2 separate regions of the Bombyx mori genome follow, and region 1 is linked to region 2. Evidence: chromatin contacts called from public Hi-C data. All regions are on one chromosome and are shown on one strand. Each heading gives the region's core, a stretch centred on a gene start, on an enhancer-like site or on the middle of the called end of the contact. The rest is flanking DNA. Distances are from core to core; before and after follow the strand shown. Region 1 holds the start of LOC134200103 (bridge-like lipid transfer protein family member 3B). Region 2 holds the start of LOC101741792 (SWI/SNF-related matrix-associated actin-dependent regulator of chromatin subfamily E member 1).

Region 1 (3,581 bases), core at 122-2,621, 140 kb after region 2:
GATTCGTAAACACAAGTCTCAACGCAAACGTTCGGAGGTCGTTTCACGGCGTCGACTATGCATCCCATTTCCGTGAATTCTTTCGACAGTTCATCTATTTCGTTATTGTTCTCTTCCTGTATTTTAGTTTTTACAGCTTTAGAATCGCCCGATGAATTTTTTGTGTCGATATAATCTTTGACTTCTATAGTACTCTCTCGGCGTGACATTGTGGGAAGCGTGCTATCTAACGGCTGCTAAAAATTTTAAATTCGTGGGTACATGTTTGTATATACCTATCGATGAATTAAAGACCATTTGGTTTAAGAGATATTTCGCTTAATACGTAAAAGAGCTGAAATAGCCATTGAAATAGCTGAGGAAGTTTTTATTATTATGATATTTTTTCTAAATACAAAACATTCAATGGCTCTCCTGTAAATTTGCAAAAATGCCGCTTAAACCAAATAGCTTTTCACCCCTCGATATAATTAATTAATATATTTAAAGCGTGAACATAGCATTTGATAGTAGATACGGTGACGGCGAAAATTACAACCGTTCAACGGAAATCCAATGTGATAAAATATTTTAAGATAGACGCAAAAATAAATTAACTTACGAGCAAAGAATCATCGCGTCAAATTTTGAAGTATACGCGGTAATCTTTGTTAAGAAACAAATTTCAAATTGTTAACAATAACCATACTTTTAAATCTACTAAATTTTATAATGACAATTTATCTAAGCTGTATCTCTATCACTCACTTCTAAAATGTATCACAACGTAAAGTAGAAATAAACTTACCTAAAAACGGAAGCTCCTGTCAGTTTACTTGTAGCAATTATACATTTAAATATTTGCTCAAATTAAGCCAGTTCCTCACTAATCTATTCACTTCGCAAAAAATCTCACAAAATTTACAATTTACAAATACTTATAAAAATTGAATTGTTTCATTGATGGACATAAAAGTTTTGACACATTGCTAATATTTAAATTTCGACTGTCACTGATAATTTTCCTTATCATACAGCCAGTCATTAATGAAAAACATTGTGATTTTTATATTATTAGCGTAAAAGTAACATACATATCTTCAGTGTCCTTTGTTTTTAAAATCGATAAAGTCCCTAGCAACCAAACCTAAATAACACAATAACGATGTTGTTCATAATGAGTCACGACCGAGAGCTTTAGCAGTGTTAATTTTGTGAAGAATAACAGGATTAATAAGATGTTGTTCCAAAAAAATGGTTATGGTATATTTAGGCAAATTTAATGGCTTTCAATCGACTTTATCATAGAAATCGACTTTTCTGTTTCGTAGTCTCACTGTTTAGCTCATCCCTTGATATTTGAGTTTGACATTTTCAAATCACAATTTGATTAGTTACCGTAACTCATTCAGTAAAATTTCACTTTTAATCATTCATTCAATCTCAGGTTCTTATCATTGAATAGGACCTTATTATTCTTTTGGAAAATAATGTTTCTATGAATTTCATTTATTATTACTTTCTGCTTAAAAAAAATGGTGACTATAATAAAAAACCAGTTATTAAAACATCTATCCAGGTATGTGTCAGAAACTAAACCAGAAAAATATGCAATTAACTAAATAGGCACACATTAAACAAATTTTCTAATTAAACTATGATTTTAATCTCATTACATGATAATAATTTAACTTAACTATAAACTCACTTAATATGAGTAGTTTTAAAATTCAACTGACATATTTTCATTTCCTTTGTTTCTTCAGATTCTCTTGTCAGAAACCATACAAAATTTAAAATCCATAGTTATGAACCAGGTTGCAATATTCTGCAAACCTGAAAGTAAACAAAACTAGCTTACTTTTATACCTTATACGAATTTCGATAAAAATGATAATATGAAGAATTCAATGTGATTAGGTTCACAAAAAACTTATCACCGGAGCAAATCTCACTATCGGCACTTCGAGGTTCCGGTGAACTCCAAGACTTGACCCTCGATGAAGATTTACTTACTGATCTCCTAGAACTACCAGGATGGCTGCGGCTCACATCTGCTAAATGCAATCGAGCATCTTTCAGAATACAATGGACCAAACTGAAGACTGTGCCCATTGTACTGGTAAAAGTCATTTCAATGAGTAATAATTAAGGGCATCTTTACCCTCTAGACTTGATTTGGTAGTGCGTTAATAAAACGGATCACTCCCAGTGAAATCTTTAGTACCCAAATATTAGAATTTGTTTATGAATAACTACATTTTATAATTTGTATTTAGCATTAAAATTATTTAGAAACTAACAAAAACACATAACAACTATTTGCAACATATTCTTTAGTTATTCCCAAATAATATTTTAAGTATAATGTAATATATATGATCATCATCAGCCCACAGTCGCTCACTACTGGACATAGAACACTCCCAATTCACACCACTGAGCCCAGTCTTCAACTCTCTTACACCTCTCGCTGGCCACTCTTCAGAAGTCATCACCTAGCCAATATGATATATATATTTATTCATTGTTCATATTTTTGTTATTTTAATAAATATGGAAGGTATGCTATGATTCTATATGTACTGATGTGTCAAATATTGTAGTTCTGTGTTATTATTATCTGACTAAAACTCTAATACACAGACAGATGGCATTCTTAAATTATAACAAAAACAAACTATCAAGGACATAACACAACAAGACTAATTCATTAAAAACATGCAGGTAGATTCATGCATAAATACTGACAAGTAATGAATAATGCATATCAGAGTTACAGTCTACTGAATTAGTTAGCAACATAGTGTTAGCCTTCAACTCTTCAAATTTAGTGTTTGTTAGTATGCAATATTCTCTATTATGAAAATGAAAAGTTTTTGATTTATAATCATAGTTGGTCAAAGTACACACCAACACAGCACAGCAACAATAAAAAGTATAGATGTACTCTTTTTTTAAAATCACTGTCTTTTAACATATTATGTGTCATGACATGTGCTGTGAAGAATTGCTTGCGATGATCAGGTCATCTCGTTTTTACTATTACACTGCATACGACAATAAAAAAATATATTACAAATCATGATTCATTACAAAATAAGTATTAAGTTAGCGACATCAATATTACAAAAAAACTGTGTTACATGTTAAGTCCTTTTTTTATGTGCTCAACCTTAGTATTACAGAGTTTTTGTGTACAACAAATTGCCAGAACACGTAAAATGTTTTGTTAGTAAACTTCAAGGTCAAATAGACAAGTGTTTGTTGTTTTTCAGAATCTAGACGAAGTCCATATAGCTTTGGAGGTATGTTCAGAACCTCGGGTTATGAATCCGAGTGCGGCCGGTGCTTTACCTGTTCCAGGAAAATATAGTTATATACACAAGGTAACATATGAATTATTTTAGATAAATATTGGAACAAATATAAAATTAGATAATCTAGAGCTTAAATATTTGAACGATAAACTATTTAGATAAAATATTATCTACACAAATATTACAAAGAAATTTGAATGTGTTCATAGTTTCTCTACATTATTACTTTGTATTGAGAAATACATTTTGCATTATTTATCTCGTTCATTGAAGTAAAACTAT
Region 2 (4,121 bases), core at 794-3,293:
AATTTTTTAGTAGGCTTTAATTAGCGAAAGACTAAAGAGGTGATGGCTTGTGTCGTTGAGAGAAGAGAAAAATTTTGTGCAATTATCTTTTTTAATAACCCCACAGAAATACCTAAGTTTTGAAACGAAAATGGGTGTGTGATACAAAATTTTGAATAGAAAGTCAATTTAGATTGTGGCATTACCTTTCATCATGCCGAAACTCATTGGGGGGCCCGCAATCATGTAGTCTGTATCATTATAACAAAACATGAAACAAAACCAACATAATGGAATGTAAGTCTAAAATGCATTAGGATAAAATTAAAGTAAGAAAAAAATAAGTTTTGTTACTGTAGCTTAAAAGCTAAGATATGGGAGTCATGCTCTAAGTAAAAAGTTTAAATGCAGTTAGATACCAGCTATATCAGGTACAGTTCTCAGCACTGCCAAGCTTGCAATGGCGACAACTTCACATGTTAATGAAGTTAGTATCTAACAACATTCTTACTAACAATAAACAATCTATTTGATAAAATACTATAACTATTGCCATTAATATTTTATTAAAAAAATCTAAACGTAATTAGCACTGCTATCATTACATTAGCTTATTACTAACTTATTTCTTACTAATTTATAATTTAAAATATACAGTGTAATGTGTTGATTGCCATCTTGTCCCTCCATTATTTTGCTGCAAGAAAACTCACAGCATATCAATGTAAATATGAAGAGGTCTCAGGAAACATTTAAATCAGATCAGACTTAAATTAAGAGAAAATCCAACAAAGTTTATATAAAAGGAAACATTTTTAAAAGATTAGTATTATCTAGTTTTTAAATAAAATTAGCTGTTTAGAACATATCATTACAAATTCAATGGCAGTCAACATTCACTACATTAATAATATTTAAAATTTAATAAAATATATATTTAAATTTTTTGTGATTATAGTTGGTAATACAAACGCGGATTGCTCTGAGGACTGGGCATTGACATCGAAGTGTTTTGTTTGTAATTGTTTTGTGTAGCCATTGGCACACCTGAAACCAAATTTTGAATTTATTCCAAAACAAGCATATTTATTGGCTTATCATTCTTTATTTTTTGTACTCATAGTTTATGAGCTAGTGTCATAGTCATATTATACATTTTATAAAACAAGTCTCACACCATTACAAACTCAATACTGGTGAAACTACTTCACAAGCACTTCTTGTTCAAATTTTTGGGATGTATATAATTACAGAAAGAACACCAGCTGTATAATGGGGATTATTTAAAAAATGTATTGCAGTTATGGCAATTTAATTTCAATCCCCTCGTTTGCATTTTATTAAGTTTCATTTAATGATTTCTAGTCTACATAAGGTGTTTGGGAAAACAAACAAAAATATATCCTTAATCTGTACTTAATACTTTTAATTAAAATGTTATAGGTGGAAATCACAAAACTGAAAAAAACAAGAGACGACGTCGATATTGAAAGTCAGTTCTTTTTTATTCGCTTCATTTTATAACCACTTTGTTGAAGGGAGGCTGAATGACTAATATTACAAATGATTAAATTGGAGTCTTATTTGGATAGGCTAATATAAAGAGGCTATGATCACGCTGTGTTTGCATTGTTAAACATCTTAATGAAAATGCCAACAGTACGGATGTATTTGAATTTAAAGATAACTTAAAATGTTTAATTTTTTTGAATGAAATTGCTTGGAAATAATGCAACAATTATTTTGTAAGTCTGTTTACTTTTTTGTTGTAATACGAACAAATCCGCTATCAAGATACATTGTTTATAAAAATAAAGTTTTATGCAACCATATTACTTACTTACTTATTTAGTAAAAACCAAAGAGTAAAGTAAGTTAAAACTTAATAAATGATGTATCGTACTACCTTATCGCTTTTATTGAAAGTTCAAGCTTGGTTTAATTTTTAAAAGGCTCGATAATGGCAACGCGTCTTTTTCATTAAAATACTAACGGGCCTATTTCAATCTCCATCTTTCATTCCATTTTTAATTTAATTGAACCAAATGACAATTGACGTTGTCAACGTAGATTAGAGTAGAGCAATTTATGGTATCAAATGTAACACATAGTTTTGTTAGTCGATTATTAAATTGTACGTTCATTCTAAGGTCGTTTTAAAATGTTGATTTTGGATCTCTTCGCGTTTAATTGTGTAAAAATTGTGATTTGTTAACTATTTGGCATTAGTGAAAGTGTATGTACAAATGTGGGAAAATTAAACACAAGCCACCGAACGTGGCATCTCTGGTTTTTCGAAAAAATCCACCGAACTTTCAGTAAATAACCACTATTTTGCTGCTCGTGGGTTGTTAGGTCTCTTTGGAGGCGCTCGGGCAGTTGTTAGCAAATCCTGGCTGAGTGTTTGCTCGCCGATCTGTCCTGGCGAAATTGAAAAGGCCTCCGGGCCACCAGTAATCTCTCAATCCTAAAAAAACTGTATTTTACGGAGACTTTACTTTTTTTTATCCCATTTCATGTCGTCTCTTTTAATTTCATCCCAATTGATTGAAGACTCAAATTAATGAAGTTAATCTCATATCGCACAGCATTTTTCATATAACGGAATAATAGAAGCTTTTATATACTCTGTATGTAGAAATCTTTTAAATTAAACTAAGATAAAAGAGAATGTAACTATTGGCCATAAATAAACATTAAGAAAACAAATGTCAGATTTAAAAAAAAAAGAAGAAGAAGAAAGAAGCTGGTTTGGAAGATAAAATGCCAACACAACGATACACGATAAAGGGGGTAATCGGATCGCGTTGTTGTTATGAAAAAACGTTACATTGTCTTCTTTTTTTTTACTTGCAAATAACGCCCTTGATGATTATTGTTGCTATCGTCACACACAATTTACATTAGAGCAATACCTACGCTAATGGTAAATACATAAAGATAATAACTGCTAGAATGCAGTTAGTTTCTTCAAAGCGCACTGAACAAATTTTTAAATTAATTTATTAAAAAATTAAATGTTATTTAAGTCACACCAAAATACATTATAAATACATGCAATGGTCATATAAACTCATTCACAACGAAGGGCTGTTTTGACTATGGGCGGAGTGCAAGTGAGCATTCATGGATTCGATAAAAGCTATCTAGCATATGAAGCTAGGGTACCTTTTAATATTATTCCGAGATAGGTGTGGCTTGACATTGCGAAATTAGTAGATGATAATAATGCTAATTGTCATGTTACCAGGTTTCATTGTTTGAGCCTATCTGTACATGTATAAACTAAGGCTACGTATTGTGTATGACTTATGTCTGCGGCTTTGGAAACAGAGTATTCAGATTCACTAGTGCGGGACAAACACGCTGATCGAGACTGTGGTTTTTTTTATTGCTTAGATGGGTGGACGACCTCACAGCCCAATTATATAATTGTGTACTATTGTTTTAATTCAGATGGTCCAACTCGGCTCTGTCTTCAGTTCTTCTTCGCTAGAGGCGGCGTACGAAGGGAAGCTGTTCCAACTCCATACAAATTTGATTTAATTTCTACGCGATCGAGCAGTTAAAACCCTCGCACTAAGCACACACGAGGTAGATCGTTGGCGACGTCCATCGATGGAAAACTGGTAACGATTTACATAATCTACATAAATCAATCGCTTTTTTAACGTTTCCATTATAAGACTAAATCTAAACGTATTTTAACTAAAAACTCGTTATTAAGATCCTAGAGGCTCCTTATTATCTAGAGGCTATTAAAGACATTTTCATCTTGAGTGAATTTAATCATGCAACATTGTTATAACTACTTTTACTGGTGGTAGGACCTCTTGTAAGTCCGTGCGGGTAGGTACCACCGCCCTGCCTATTTCTGCCGTGAAGCAGTAATGCGTTTCGGTTTGAAGGGTGGGGCAGCCGTTGTAACTATACTGAGAACTTAGAACCTATATCTCAAGGTGGGTGGCTATAAAAACTAAATGCCTACCTCATTCTAAACGCTAAGCCCTAATGGTATGTGCTCCGTGAAGCGTGCGCTTATTGTGTGCATGAGTGTTTAGAATGGAATCCAAGCTGGTTGAAGATAAAAGGATGCCCTCGGAGAAGACAAATCTCCGTGACACTTGCAGAGCAGATGCCCG

The links. Hi-C and Micro-C count contacts between places; a contact is called where the count stands out from the background.
Region 1: a Hi-C map of middle silk gland shows a contact between it and region 2, with 4 times the contacts expected there. The contact joins the promoter of LOC134200103 here to the promoter of LOC101741792 in region 2. A contact is called at or near these places in 5 of 7 Hi-C or Micro-C datasets (middle silk gland, posterior silk gland, an unstated tissue and 1 more).

The regions. Positions count from the first base shown.
Region 1 is chr14:6,665,833-6,669,413 of ASM3026992v2, forward strand. LOC134200103 (bridge-like lipid transfer protein family member 3B) reads left to right here and starts at 1,372. Exons shown (of 7, transcript XM_062672069.1): 1 at 1,372-1,558; 2 at 1,900-2,101; 3 at 3,258-3,368. The coding sequence starts at 1,515. LOC101742085 reads right to left here and starts at 1,204. Exons shown (of 4, transcript XM_004922609.5): 1 at 788-1,204; 2 at 1-236. The coding sequence starts at 209.
Region 2 is chr14:6,524,236-6,528,356 of ASM3026992v2, forward strand. It overlaps LOC101741792 (SWI/SNF-related matrix-associated actin-dependent regulator of chromatin subfamily E member 1), which reads right to left and starts at 2,044. Exons shown (of 13, transcript XM_062672067.1): 1 at 1,886-2,044; 2 at 952-1,026. The coding sequence starts at 1,018.